4 separate regions of the Mus musculus genome follow, and all the other regions are linked to region 1. The links are chromatin contacts, called in public HiChIP or PLAC-seq and promoter capture Hi-C maps. All regions are on one chromosome and are shown on one strand. The core of a region is the stretch at or near the end of the contact, and the rest is flanking DNA. Distances in the headings are between cores, read along the strand shown. Region 1 holds the start of Zmat4 (zinc finger, matrin type 4). Region 2 holds the start of Gins4 (GINS complex subunit 4 (Sld5 homolog)). Region 3 overlaps Zmat4 (zinc finger, matrin type 4). Region 4 overlaps Zmat4 (zinc finger, matrin type 4).

Evidence for each region. Promoter capture Hi-C pulls out the DNA fragments that hold promoters and counts their contacts. HiChIP or PLAC-seq counts read pairs in DNA pulled down with a chosen protein or histone mark.
Region 2: a promoter capture Hi-C map of embryonic stem cells shows a contact between it and region 1, with 4 times the contacts expected there. The contact joins the promoter of Gins4 here to the promoter of Zmat4 in region 1. A contact is called at or near these places in 3 of 39 promoter capture datasets (embryonic stem cells, second pharyngeal arch cranial neural crest and stem cell-derived epiblast-like cells), 1 of 15 datasets of contacts at CTCF or cohesin (embryonic stem cells), 4 of 484 Hi-C or Micro-C datasets (all in embryonic stem cells) and 1 of 115 datasets of contacts at active chromatin or transcription factors (embryonic stem cells).
Region 3: an H3K27ac HiChIP or PLAC-seq map of VIP interneurons shows a contact between it and region 1, with 2.5 times the contacts expected there. The contact joins the enhancer-like site here to the promoter of Zmat4 in region 1. A contact is called at or near these places in 1 of 15 datasets of contacts at CTCF or cohesin (pro-B cells), 2 of 484 Hi-C or Micro-C datasets (the C10 cell line and nephron progenitors) and 3 of 115 datasets of contacts at active chromatin or transcription factors (VIP interneurons, embryonic midbrain and large pre-B cells).
Region 4: a contact with region 1 is called in an H3K27ac HiChIP or PLAC-seq map of SST interneurons, with 3 times the contacts expected there. The contact joins the enhancer-like site here to the promoter of Zmat4 in region 1. A contact is called at or near these places in 2 of 484 Hi-C or Micro-C datasets (the C10 cell line and nephron progenitors), 2 of 115 datasets of contacts at active chromatin or transcription factors (SST interneurons and embryonic midbrain) and 1 of 9 other capture datasets (liver).

The regions. Positions count from the first base shown.
Region 1 is chr8:23,667,983-23,671,583 of GRCm38.p6, reverse strand. It overlaps Zmat4 (zinc finger, matrin type 4), which reads right to left and starts at 1,923. Exons shown (of 7, transcript NM_177086.4): 1 at 1,783-1,923.
Region 2 is chr8:23,236,089-23,239,689 of GRCm38.p6, reverse strand. It overlaps Gins4 (GINS complex subunit 4 (Sld5 homolog)), which reads left to right and starts at 2,022. Exons shown (of 8, transcript NM_024240.6): 1 at 2,022-2,220; 2 at 2,591-2,710. The coding sequence starts at 2,615. It overlaps Gm39141 (a long non-coding RNA gene), which reads right to left and starts at 1,910. Exons shown (of 3, transcript XR_870246.2): 1 at 1,822-1,910.
Region 3 is chr8:23,954,938-23,958,538 of GRCm38.p6, reverse strand. All of the region lies in intron 5 of Zmat4 (zinc finger, matrin type 4), which reads right to left. Among named protein-coding and RNA genes, the nearest start is that of Gm51564, 89 kb to the left of the region's middle. Within about 2 kb of position 1,623, at least 11 of the 459 cell types and tissues checked have an H3K27ac peak or open chromatin away from gene starts, as enhancers often do. A contact at or near this core is called in pro-B cells, where this site is marked.
Region 4 is chr8:23,938,824-23,942,424 of GRCm38.p6, reverse strand. All of the region lies in intron 5 of Zmat4 (zinc finger, matrin type 4), which reads right to left. Among named protein-coding and RNA genes, the nearest start is that of Gm51564, 100 kb to the left of the region's middle. Within about 2 kb of position 2,049, at least 3 of the 459 cell types and tissues checked have an H3K27ac peak or open chromatin away from gene starts, as enhancers often do. A contact at or near this core is called in SST interneurons, where this site is marked.

The DNA.
Region 1 (3,601 bases), core at 674-3,173:
GGGGCAGGGAAGGCCTTTAAATCTGCCCCCAACAGCCTAGAAAAGTGGAGCTGGAGCTCCACTCAGGGACCTTGGATAGTAGGAGCCATGCTATACAGAGCTTGGGGCGTATCTTGCTGCTTCTAACTAACGTGTGTACATCCTAACCAACTGTAACCACGGACAGCTAGACAGACAGCTATTTCTCCAACCATTGGGAGTAGAACTTCCATAATCACAGCTCCCACCCAAAAACAGTTTTCTAAGGATGCGAAGGAGAACCTGTTGTGTGTGGTAGTGAAGAAAATAGGGCTCGTAAGCAGGAATGACTCACGGAGCAGAAGAATCAAAGGCTGTCACACCTCAGAGGCCGGGATGGGGTTGGGGGGGGGGGGATAAGTGTCACAGGGGTGTGTGAGGCACTGCTGAGAACCTCTTCCAGAACAATCTTATCAGAACTCCCACAACGGTTTAAGTCTGGGACAGAAATCGAACGGAGGAAATGCACCTGAACCCCGGGCATGCGCCAAATGCCAAGGACTTGTGATATCACCTGGAGACTGGAAACTCCAGAGGATGTCACGGGTATGTCACACCACTGCATGCCTTATGTCGACAGGCACAAAACCGGGGAACTACCTGTGTGTTAAAGCAGGGAGTCCAAGGCCACGTCCGTCACCTTCACCCCCACTGGGGACAGCCACTTTCTCAGTGGCCACTTACCTTGCACTGCCCTGTAGCAAAAGTTGACAGAGAGGATTGACCTCAGTCTCCAGGGTGGGAAGTGTGTCTCGGTGCAAGCGAGTCCCTTGTAGTCCCAACAATGTGGAATGTTAAAGAACCAACCAAGGGCCACGGTGAGCGTTTCTACTTGAAGATCAACTATCAGAAGCAGTGTGGACAGAGACTGCAGCACCATCTACCTGAACAGATGCACCTGAGCACCTAAGCTGACTAGCAGCCAGTGGCTTCCCCTCCCACCAGCCTCTCTTTCAGAGTGGCCAGGACCTCAGACCTGGGCCTCTCTTTGATGGGAGTGTAAAGCACCCCGGGATAAAATTCAGCTCCATCCCTGATGTTTTTCGGGACACAACAAATCAAGAAAGTGTTCCAGGGTGTTCAGGAGCTGATCAAGGAAGTACTTTCTTTGTCAACGGCAAGGGTTTCTTTTTCACTAAGTTGGGTGATGCGCAGATAGATGCTCACAGGGTCAAACAGGACAGGCTCCTACACCCTACGACATTTCTGTTTTCACCAGTGAAGACCGATGGAGATGGAGAGGGCAAAAGTAGCCCAGGAGAAGCTGAGAAAAGTTTGAGGACGGACAGGAATTGAAGGTCACAGTAGTTTGAGCAAGGCAGGTCAAGGTATAGCGGATAGGGCAGACCCGATGGCAGAAAATCCAATCAAACCAAGCTTGCTTCTGGAGCCAGCTCATGGATATGGTCACAGCATCATTCTGGCCCAGGAAGCGGCCAATCCGGGGTCCAGCCTCATCACCCAGCAAACCTAAGTCTACACATAACCCTGCAGGTCCTCTAGCCCCAAATCAGACCCATTTCCATGAACCTGAGCGCAGCTAATTAAGAGTAGTAAACAAGCCTTGCTCTTGGCGGTGCAGAAGTTTTCCCAAATTGTAGGTTTGTTTTCCTCCCAACAAAAGACAGTGGGTCTCCGCCTTGGCCACCTTTCCTCCCCTTAAACTTTTCTCTTCTCTCTGCAATCCTCCACCTGTGCTAACTGCAAGCCCGAGCGAAAACAGAGCGGAAGCAGCCCCCTCTCCCGGGACACAGATAAAGGTACCTTCTCCGAGAAGCAGAGGGGCTGTCGTCCGGAGGCTCGCCGCCCGGCGGAGCGCAGGAAGACACTGCCGGGATGGAGCACGCTGAGGATGCTGCGTTCCTGTCTCTGCGACCAGACCTTTCAGCAGCTCGGACCAACTGTGCTAGCGATGCACTTAGCAATTATCTGCTGGCGCCGACGCCCCGCCTCCTGCTCTTGTGATTGGCTCTCCAGTCCCGGGCAGGACTGCATTGGTCTCGGCCGACCTCACTCATTGCTTTGGCTTCTACTATTATCTAAGCCATCAAAGGAAATAATTCCATGTTTCATTGACAACCTGTAAGGTTCTCCTCCCGCCAGGTGTCGAGGGGGGAGGGGGGGCAGAACTGGGAGTCCAGAGAAGGGAGGGGAGGACAGTCGAAAAAGGTGGGGGTGGGCGAGAAAGAGACCGGGGTGGGAGGTGCGAGGAGAAAGAGAGAGAGGAAGAGAGAGAGAGAGAGAGAGAGAGAGAGAGAGAGAGAGAGAGAGAGAGAGAGAATATGAACTGAGGTTCTTAGTCCAGCATTTTAACTTCCACAAAACAAAGCCCATTGCAACAATTATCTGGCCTTATTTCCTCATTTCTCCCCCTTGTTGATAAATATTCCTGAGGCTTGTGGGAATCATAATGGGGGGTTTCTGTTAGTGTCAGAAGGCTCCAGAAAGCAGAACAAGGTTCAGGGCTGAAAAAACAGAACGATGCTTTTACACCTTGGAGGTCATCTGAAGGTCATTTCAAATTGTTCAGGGGGCATATTATATGCTTTGTCTTGTTCGTGTGCCTAATCCTTTTCCCTAAAGGTCGACAAACTGCCCCAACCCGAGGTCCCAAGTTCCCTTGGAACTCTACCTGAGGTCTGGAAGGAGCTGTTTCCAAAGTCCACAAAAGTCTGGGATGTCTCACCAGGGGTCACCAGGGGAGGCCCAAATGAGCAGGCACGTTGGATCTAAGCACCTGCCATGAGCCTGGTGTTTGTTTGTTTGTTTGTTTCATTATTCTATCCTACTTCCTTCTGTTAATTGCAGTCTCACAAATTATCAGCCAAAAGGGAAGGAGGAGAAGGAAGAGAAGGAGGAAGAGAAGGAAGAAGGAGGAGGGAGGAGGAGGATGGAGGAGGAGGAGGAGGAGGAGGAGGAGGAGGAGGAGGAGGAGAAGGAGAAGAAGAAGAAGAAGAAGAAGAAGAAGAAGAAGAAGAAGAAGAAGAAGAAGAAGAAGAAGAAGAAGAAGAAGAAGAAGAAGAAGAAGAAGAAGAAAGAGCCGACCTTCCTCCTACATCTGGTAAATGTTCAGCTTCACTCTCAGAAGTAAGAAGGGTTTTACTCTTTTCCACTTTCACGTCTGTTCACCGTGTAGAAAGATGTGATATAGACTCTGTTATGAAAAATGATTAAGGAGAACCTCTGAAAGAAAAGTCTTAGAAAATCTAGTTTCAAGGCAGAGGGCAGCTCATGGGCAGAGCTTAGCAATACCTGCCCGCTGTGTGCAAGGCTCTGAGCAGCTCATGGGCAGAGCATGTACCTGCATGCTGTGTGCTAGGCTCTTGATTTGCTTCTGGGAACTGTTTATTAAATTAATTCAAAGGAAAAGAAAAAAAGTCAAGTTCCAGGTATAAGAGCCAGCCCTTTGGGCTTCTCAAGCTGGGATTCTACCTCTTTGGAAAGGACGCATCCAGTTCTGCCCTGTCCCGACATGTTCTGGGCTCTGATCAGCTGCCATCCTGCTGTCCTCCTCAGCCTGGGCAGCAAGCTGAATAGTGTCTTCCACCTGGTGGTGTGACATCTAGCTCACACATGCATGCTG
Region 2 (3,601 bases), core at 773-3,272, 430 kb after region 1:
TTAGATTAGCAGGGGTTGTGGAGGCAGGCTGTAGAGCAAACCACCTTGCATGTGTCTGTAAATTGCCTTGTCCGCAGTGATTGTCGCCCCTAGAAATGTTAAAGACAAAGAAGGAGAGGGAAAGAAAGGAAAGGAGAGGTGTGGAAAGTAACTTTCCTGACTTACAAGTGAGTGAAAGTAAAGAAGGGCCCAGTGTTGAGGGTAAAGCTGTATTACTCGCTTTCTGTAAAAGTCAAAGACAAGCCCCTCTCATAGACAAACACCCAGGGTGAGTTCAAGCAGTCACAGGACTCTCTGTAGGTCACGCCGGAAGCTTGTGATGGAGCAGTTTCTAGAATGACAGCTGCCTACAGAATCTGCTGTAATACACCAAACAGCCAAGGCTTCTGGTTTCTGGTTCTTGTCTCAGAAAATACAACTTCATAACCAACCTCACTAAGCTAATTTCTTATCACTCTGGGCTACTCTACAGATGTAATTTATTTTATCTGTTCCATGCTTATTTGATAATAAAATATCAATCTAATGATATGTGGAACAAAATATAAGCATCCTGTTAGCAGATGAATATTAAAATGTTTACGCCACCAGGAGGCAGAGGTGGGTGGATCTTTATGAGTTTGAGGCTAATCTGCTCTACATAACAAGTTCCAGGTTCGTCAGAGTTACATGATGAGGCCCTGTATCAAATAAAAATAAATAATGAAAATTTTTTGTACGTCAGTGATAAACTGTAGAAAGAGATTTTGTTTTACTTAGTTGCTGGGGACTGGACCCAGGTTAAATGCTAAGATTGTACTGTACCACTGCACCACATTCCCCCGCTCCCATCTATACAAATCATTTTAATTTAAAAAATAGGTATAATACCAAGAATCTTTAGGCTACCACAAATTCAAATTTCCATAACTTTCTATTAGTCCTGTTATTTCTTTTTGTTGTTGTTGTGGTTTTGTTTTTGTTTTTCGAGATAGGGTTTCTCTGTGTAGCCTTGGCTGTCCTGGAACTCACTCTGTAGACCAGGCTGGCCTCAAACTCAGAAATCCACCTGCCTCTGCCTCCCAAGTGCTGGGCTTAGAGGCCTGTGCCACCACACCCGGCTCAATCCTCTGTTATTTCTTACTCTTTCAAGTAGTAATATGTCAGGATGCATAATTTATAGGTATATAAAACTATAAAAATTTGCAATCTGATTCCATCTCTGAAGCTAATTAGGAAGTTTGGCACTTAAAAAATATAAGGGGCTAGGGGCTGGAGAGATAGATAGCTCATTGGTTTAGAGCACTTGCTCTAAACCAGAGGACTGGAGTTTGGTTGTCGGTACCCATGTGGAACAGCTCATAACCACATGTTATGAGCTCCATCAGGATCCAGTGCATTCTTCTGTCCTCAGCTGGCACCACACTCATGTGCAAGCACACATACTAACATACATGAAAATAAGGAAATATATCTATAAAAATAATCTTAAGGGGGCTCAGTGGGTAACAGCACTTGCTATGCGATCGTGACCTGAGCATGTACCACATGCGTATATTGCATTCACACTCACTAAAAAGGTAGAATCCTAGAAAGTCAGTAGGCATTCTTTCATCACCAAAAAGAACAACTCAAATAACATTAGAGAACAACTCTGCGCAAAAAAAAAATGTAAAGGAAGGACAATGGAGTGAGTCTCTTAAATGTAGTTTCAACACACATATATGAATCTGTGAACAGGTTTGGCAATGGAACCAACCCACACACAGTAAATGTTAAAGGAAGGAAGGAACTGGGCCCTGTACCGATTCGCCACAAGACGGCGCTGCCTGGTTTCCTTACTGTGAGCCGAACGCCCCCACGTGGCCGTCCCGAGACGGTGCCACCCGGCACTTCACTCCCGGCCTCCTTCCCCGCCTTCCGGAAGTATGTTCTATAGCTCGGCAAGAGCCCGCCCCGGGGTAGGCGGGGCCAAGGGGCGTGTGTCCGCTTTCCCCTGGGCCTGATTGGTTAGTGCTCCCGCAGCGCGGAGACGTTTTCCTGTCGACGCTGTGTTTGGGGAAAGGAGCGCGGGAGCTGTACCGCTGCTGGTCGGGTCTGTGGGCCGCGGGCTTTCCGCGCGATCTCCGGCGCCCACCGCTCGGGGAGCCTCAGTCCGTGGTGTCCCCCGAGCGTGCCGGCTAGGAGAGAAGGGAAGAGGGATCCCTGAGCCGTGTAGCCGCTTTGAGTGCCAACTGCGAGGTGAGCGCTGGAGTGTCCAAGCGACCCCGGGTCAGTTGCAGCTGAGGACGCGATGTGCCGAGCACTTGACACGATGCACTTTTCTCATTTGAACCGAATGGGCTCCTGGGCCACTGAGGCAAAACGCTGCTCCTGGCGACGACAAGGAGCATTGCGGTTTAGTGTGGTATCTGCCCAGGTCCAGGCCCATGCAGCGGGAAAGATTAGGAGAGAAACCGACCAAGGGACTAAACCCAACACTGAAAAATCAGTCTCTGATTTCGCCATCCCTGGCCAGTGCACCCCCTTCAGCCCCAATAAACTTGTCCCTAAATGCCTTTTCTTGCAAGTAAGTGGGAGAAGCTTTTCAGGGTGTTGGTTTATTTTTCAGGTGTAGGTTCCCGGTTGAGAAACGATGACGGAGGTTCTGGATCTCCACGGACAGGACTCTGATGGGGGTAGTGAGGAGATGGTCCTAACTCCTGCAGAGCTCATTGAAAAGCTGGAGCAGGTAAGCACCCCAAATATGTCCCGTGTTCTTAGCTCTTAACTTACTCCAGGTGTGCAGTACCACGGCTCAGAAAATAAGGAAACAGAAGATTTGTTTCCAAAGAGCAGTGTTTGTAACATCTGCATAAAAATAGGAAGCCAGAAAGCAGGGCCTTCTTTAGGAGTCTCATCTTGTCAGTCTTCAAGGATGGCTAGTAAAAGTAGGCTTTGGACACATGTAGTAGAATGTTTCACAAAGCAATGCTCTGCTGTGCTATTTTGAGGACGTAAAGATGTGTGTGATCTGTAGAGAAGCATGCCATTTCTCTATAGTAGTCTCTTCCTCTGTTTCCTCCCCCATTGGAAGATATCTGCTCTAACAAGAAATTGCCATCCCTTTTGGTCATAATAGCAGTGATTATTTCTTGCATAGTTGTTGTTGTCGTCGTCGTCTTCTTCTTCTTCTTCTCCTTCTCCTTCTTTCTCCTTCTCCTTCTCCTTCTCCTTCTTCTTCTTCTTCTTCTTCTTCTTCCCCTCCTCCTTCTTTTCCTCCTCCTCCTCCTCCTCCTCCTCCTTCAATAATATCTTCTCATGAACCTCGGGTAGTTTAGGAATTCTGAACATGCTTGGGGTTTTTTAGGTTTTGTTTTTGCTTTTTGTTTGTTTGTTTTAAGTTTGTTTTTGAGATAGGGCCTCACTATGCATCACTGGCCGGTCTTGAACTCTCAGAGTTCACCTGCCTCTGCCCTCTGTGTGCTGGCAGTAAAAGCATGCACTGTGTTGCCCTATAAGTTCTGGGACATTCATGGCGTATACTATTGAGTGTTCTTTAGAGGACAGTTGACCATGGGTACCCACCTCCAGTGGATACCTCTACAACATAGCCCCTACAACCAAGGCTCAGGGAACGCCA
Region 3 (3,601 bases), core at 374-2,873, 290 kb before region 1:
AATCACACAGCCTGAGGTCTCACAGCTGTGGAAGAATAACTTCCCAACGAACATTACCAGGCCAATTCCAGGACAGGGAAAGAACTGAGTTGTTTGGCAATACATTTCCCAGTTGTAGAATCAGGGAACCAGCCTGATCCAAGACCAGGGATGGGAGAATAAATGTAATCCTGAAGTAGGAAGGCCGAGTCTCATCCAGAGCCAGTACATGGGCTGAAATAGCAGAGGAACATTTGCTAACACAGCTAATGTGCCCTGCGTTGATAGGAAGGGAGTTTATCGGCCAGATGAGCATGTGAGAGAGCTTGGAGATGTCATCTGCAAATTTGGGCTGGAGAAAGGGAAAGTACAGAAATGAAGTGAGAGAGAACAGAGATAGAGAAGAGGCCTGAAACTGGGAATAGCAGGGGATGTAGAAGAACTTCAGACCTGTCTCCATCTTGTTTGACGAAGCTGGTTAAATCATTTAAGATATGGAAATCAAATATTTTAAATTTGGGCGAGCCGGGGTCATTATCCAATGAATACTTAGGCCAAATCTGAACTGAAAGCTAAACAAATGGATCTTTTACATTAGCCCTGAGACAGGCTAAAGATGTGTCCTTTGGAATGGACAGTTTAATCACATGGTGGGTTTGGAAGAAAGTCAGGAATAAATGTCAGATACACTGCCAAAGATCCCTCTGGTAGAATTGACCAAAATTGTGCCTGGTATTTAGGAGCCAATGTCCCCCAGTTCATAGACTCCAGAAAAGTCAAAGGACAAAAGGATCCTTATAAGAAACTCCTGGAGTCTTTGGACCAATGGTGAGGAACTCAGGATTTTCCCAACATGTGATGGGGCACCTCTGTGGAGATAAATGCAGAATGGCCTCTTTATCTGGAGATCAAATGAGTTCTGAGAAGGAAGAAGAGTAAGAGAAGAGAGGTTTAAAAAATAAAAGGAGAATAAAAACAATTCCATTCCTCTCCCAGGAGGACAACCTGGATTTATTCATAGTGCCAGTGAAGTCCTTAGACCGGAGGTTCTGTCCATGGGACTTGCCACTGTTCATCGATGCAGAGACCATGAGTTCCAGGGGTCTTACATCACAGTTGGTGACTTAATTAGCGGATATAGTGAGCCTTGAGAGTGTCTGTGCTCCCAAAGACACAGGTTCCAAGAATACAAAGAGATGATGAGAAAGTCAATATTGTCCCAGAAGAAGGGCTTGGAGGTGACAGCAATCATCACCAGGGCCCCAGAATTGTCCAGAGTTTTAGCACTAAAATATTAGATTTCAGAGCACAGAGTAAAGAAACAGAAGACAAAAATAAGTCTACAATCTGATCTAACAGATGAGGTTGTTTATTAGCACAGCAAGGGGTATCCACCTTCCCCTGGGATGTACTTTGTGTGACAGGGAAGGAGCAATCGGGACATGTATAAGAATGAGCAAGGGACTTAGGTATAGGGAAGTTGAGAATGCTGTGGAAGGTGTGTGGATATTAAGACATTCTTGAGAAATTACAACCTCCTCTCAGAACTGCTTGCTCAAGCAAAACAGGCTATCTTGAGAATTTCCTGTCTCAACAAACTGTTCTCCCTGAGATAGAGATGTGGCTGACCAATAACAGTTGAGCAACTGTTAGCAAGAGAGTCTCGGGGGGACTCTGGTTTTCTGCCACTAGGGCATTCTGTCATAGTGTTGACCTAAGCATTTGCATTTCTTCTGTGGAAGTTAATGCCACCCGTTTGCTGTTACTTGATGGAAGACGGTATAACCATGTGTCCTTTTCTGACCTTCACTTTTAAAATGAAAACAGAGTCGAAGGGCAGTGTGCATTTGAACTTTTTTCTATTCTAGTCTCTGGGGATGGACCTGGGTAGGCAGACTGGGAATGCTGGTCCCTATTGCTTCTTTTAGAATGTATTGGAATTCTGAAGCCACCAAGAAGTTCACTCTAACTAACTTCCACTCAAGTTAGTTTCAAAGACATTCCAACAAAAACAAAACTTATGCATGTTCATCTTGATAACTATATTCTCAAAGAGTATATGTAGAACATGAAATCAGATAGGTGGCTGGATGGGGCTCAGACAGATGAGAAAACTGGTATCTTTTAAATATTTCCTTAGGTAATTGGAAACAATGTGCCTCAAATATGGTTGCATGTTATAGTTTTCAGAGCTGTATGGATATAAGTGAGCATGGCCCGTTCTAACAGACAGGGCACTGTTCCTCCTGCAAGCCCTATAAAATTCTTGCCTTTCCTTAGATCTCCTTTGGATGAGGAAAAAGGGAGAAGATAGCTTTTCTAGATAAGAGGCTCAACTTACCACAAGTTAGCAAGGTTGTGTTCCTTGTTTTGTCTTTATGTTGTTGTCATTGCTTCTGTTGTATTTTAGAAACATTATGTTTGTGTAAGAGGTAAAGAAAGAAAACATTTTAATATGATGCTAAAACAAAGGTATTAGGATAGTCAAATACAGTCACTTCTCTTTAACCATTGTGGGGGTAGGTAGGTGGGAGGGATAGGTTATAAGATGCCCCAGTGGATTTTTGAAACTACATATTGTACCAAACCCTATATATTCTATCTGTTCTCTGTAAGGACAACCTCAAATTTAGTGGTTTTTGTATTTTAAGCATATACCACACATTAAAGTTTGAGGTGAAGAAAAAAGGCCTAGAATTTCTTCTCTATATATAATTTCTTTGATGGATCATTCTTGGTATAGATCTTTGCAAAACGGCCATGTGATTCTTTTACCCCTCTGTGAAGTTGAAAGTTTTTCCTTTTCAGTCGAAGTATTGTATGAAATTTCTTTGGCATACTTGAATTGCCTGCATTGCTATCTTTGTCCATTGGGGCAATTATGAAGTGTTAAATAAGGGTTTCTTGAATACAAGCAACTTGGCGTCACAACAGTCAATATGGTAACATTGAGGGCCACTTAAGTGACTCCAGAGTGGGACAAAGGAATAATTCATACCTTAGGACATATCTCAATCTTAGTGAAATATGAAATTACATCAGTACTACTGTGTCTGATCTACATCTGAGAAAAATAGGCCTGTCTGCTTAAACAGGAGACCAAACCTGTCTTAGTTAGGACTTTACGCTGTGAACAGACACCATGACCAAGGCAACTCTTATAAGGACAACATTTAATTGTGACTGGCTTCAAGGTTCAGAGGTTCAGTCCATCATCATCAAGGCAGGAGCACAGCAACATTCACACAGACATGGTACAGGAATAACTGAGAGTTCTACATCTTCACCTGAAGGCCACTAGGAGAAGACTGGCTTCCATGTGGTTAGGGGGAGGGTCTCATTGCCCACACCCACAGTGACACATTTCCTCCAACAAGATCACACCTACTCCAACAAGGACATACCTCCTAATAGTGCCACTCCCTGGGCCAAGCATATTCAAACCACCACCAAACCTAAAAGCTGTACTTGGTAACTATGGAGTACTATCTTTATTCAAAAGAACACTTTCCACATATATAGTATGTTCTTCTATACCCTAACCACCATGTTTCCTGATAACATAGACTGACAGACATGCTGCCATAAAAATCACAGGTTGGGGAAGTTATTCAGGATACAC
Region 4 (3,601 bases), core at 800-3,299, 270 kb before region 1:
CCACCTCACTGGTCCATTAGCTATTTCAGTAAATGCATCGTTATTTGTCATCCTTTATAAAAATAGACTCTGAATCTCAGTTACTGCAAATCTCTGTTCATCATTTAGGTCTCCAGATCCACCTGGATAATGTTGGTATCACGGTCACCTTCCAAACAAAGATCTGGTGAGGCAAATATTATTCCTATTGCTAAGACACTAGCAATTTTCGTATTTCTAGAGAAAAATCTACTGGTGCTGATGTAAATTTTTAAGTTAAACTGGATTCGCTAGACTCCCTGGAGAAGGTTTTCCATTTCTTATACTTACAAGTCATGGGGGTTCCGAAATATTTAAATCACATTAGCATATGTACTCTGGCTGCTTAGAAGTTGGCGGAGCTCAAGGATCATGCCTGGAGCACTAGTACCTCTCCAGTGCTGAACAGGATCAACAACACTGCAGCACTGAAAATGTAAGTGTTCAGTGAATAATGAACACCATTCTTTCAGGTGACTCATAATAACAAAGAAAATACGGTGTTAGATTCCCCAGTGTTTGAAGCAACACTGTTGGTCCAGGACACACAGCCACATGAGGGTTCCAGGCCAAATCTATCACCATGCTTCTCTCCCAACTACTACTACTAGCCACTACTTTGAGAGGGAAAATTCATGAAATGATAATTACCAGTAGGAGAATATATCTGACAAAAAAAGATGTAGATCATGAAATCAACAATTGACTATGTGTCTCTCTTCCCCTCCCTTCCTCCTTTCCTCCCTCCCTCCCTCCCACCTCTGTTCCTCATCATGAGCAAACATACTGGAGAGTTTTTGGTACCATCTTCAAGGATGTAAGTTTTAAGAGCACTTATCACATAATTCCACTTGCCACAGAAACCACAATGTTGCAGACTTATTGGGAGAAGAAGTAAGTCTGCTTTATAAGCTAGAGCAATGCCATCTTTATGTTCTGGGCTTTGTCATGGTATTTATTACATGGTGAATACTTGCTCATTAAGTATTAAGCAAAATAATATAGTTAACGAGCATCTCAATAGGTATGCTGTACTTGGAGAAAATCTGTTTATTTACTTATTTATTCTTCTGTCATACAACACATCCTGTTCACAGTTTCTCCTGCCTCTATTACTCCCAGTTCCCCTTGTCACTTTGAGCAAATCTTAACTTTGTTTCTTACACCACAATCGGTGTTATCGAATCTCACCTACTGTGCCCATCTACAGAAAATTTAACATAAAAGATACTGAAGATTATTTTCTGCATAAACTTAAAGTTATAATTTTATACACAAACAGAATAGCTTCCCATTTGTTCAAGGATAGGTTTCGCTCTCAGTTTTAATGTTTCTATAGCTCTTATTTTGTCACAAAGCATGCCACTGACAGCCACAATGACTTAAGAGTCAAACATGACAGTTATATCCTCCCATAACCTTAGGAAAATATTGTACTGCATTTCTGCAAAATACCATCCTAGATCTTAACCTTAAAACAAACAATGGGGGCCTCCAGGCGGTACCAGTGAACATCTTGGAGCTCTGAATAAGGAAGAATAACTGTTCAGCAGCTTTATGTCATATTTACAACTTCCCCCATGTGGCCCCAGCCGGCCCCTAAAGGGAGTCACATGGCTGGGGACACATCTGTGTGATTTTTTTGCTGCTTTTTGCGTTTTCTTAGTCAACATCTCACAAAAATAAGATGCTCTCCAGATCAGTTCAGGGCTGTTTATGATGCAACATCTGTATCAAAAACTAGGAATCTCGTAGTTCCCAGTTCCTGTTTAATTAGTTTGTGGATACTTGGCTGGCAGCAGATGTGCCAAACTGAAGCCATTTTAAAATTCACGCTCGTCTTTTTCTGGGACTTAAGTCAGCGAAGATGAAGAGTTACCCACACTTTTTTTTTTAGACGGCAATACGTTTATTAGCATCATTAGGAAAAATAATGGACAAACCCTGCCCCAGATAAGAAAAGCATTGGCCCACGGTGTGTAAATAGGCCACTGTGACTGTTCATCAAGCAGATTTCTTGCTGGATTTGAGGCTGAACAGAAATCTTAAGTTATTACTCATGCTCCTCATTAAATCTTTTCTTCCTGTAGGTTTAGAGAACCCAACTCTTTGGCTCATTTTCATGAAGATGGCATGGGGCACACAAAGTGCACATGAAGGAGCACTTCTTCTTCCTCCTCTGTACCACACCTCAGTACCCTGCAGACCCTCAGTGGAGTTATAGATCCATCCGATTTGGGTCTCCTGGCCTTTGGAATCTCCTGACCCCAATCAAGCGAACTCGCTGCTGGGTAGTCCTAATGTATAGATGACACGGATCAGTTTGTGACTAAGGGCATGACCATAGTGGGCAGAAAGGGTCCATCTTTGCCTGACAAACAGCTTGGCAAGGTTCTCCACAGTTTCCTAGCCTGATTTCATCTAGATGGCCTGCCCATCTTCACTCCTAGTGATGCTCTGCTCGCCCCATCTCCCTGCCCCTTCACTTGTGTTCATCTCTGCTCTAAATGACCTCATCGCCAACTTCTATATTCCTGGTGCTCACCTCAGATGGCAAGTAATCATTTTCTCTTTTTAAAATTCCAAAACCATTCTGATTAAGGTCTTTTAAACTCTTGTTTCCTTTATCTTGCATTCTATTTCAATAATGGTGTCAGGTTTTGTTTTGTTTTTCCTTTCTACACTTTAAATCTTTTCAGATTAAAGAATGAGTCATAAACAATCTAGTATTCCCTTATAACATTAGGCACAATTTTTTTTTTTTGCCCATAATAGAGACTTAGTAAGTTTGAATGAACAAATGAATGAATGCATGCATGAATGAATGAAGGAAATTATCTCTTCTACATCATAATATTTTCCTACCTCATTTCTACCAACAATTATGACAGGATGTAAGACGTTTAAATAGCTTAATTGTCTAACCCAGAAGGTGGGCTCTGAAGATCAGAGGAAGCCTACATGCTGCAGCTAAGGTGTCAAAACACATTAAAAATAATAATGCAAAAATAACCAGGTGTAATCTAAGCTAAGTATTTGCTTCAGCGCTTCTACTATTCAATTTAGAATTGCGTTCTATAATTATCCTATCTGCCTAAAGGTCCCATTTTCTGCTGATGCTTAACTAGTTAAACTGCACACTGCTCTCACAGATAGAAAATATTAGTATAAGGGAGAAACCAGTGTATTTGTTCTAATTGATTAAACATAATAAAGACACACATTTGTTGACACAGTAATATTTGTCAAGTATGTGGTGCCGGAAACCTTTAAGTCATCCACTCTATTGCCATGGTTCTGACTGCATGAGAGGGATGAAGGATGGAGAGTGTGGGAGCATGGGGGAGGACAATCATGTAGGAATCCCTCAGCAAGCTATGGATCTACACCCTGTGGATGATCCAAAGGAGAAGAGGCCTTTACTGTCACCACTGTGAGGCTGGGTTAAATGGAGTCATACTGTTAGTTCCAAGAGCCATGAGAGCAGCAGTGTGGCAGGGAAGACTAAGGATTTAGGGCAGTGCTTCCTAATGTGACCCTTTTGGGGATTGAATGACTCTTTCATAGGGGTCACCCCAGCTGG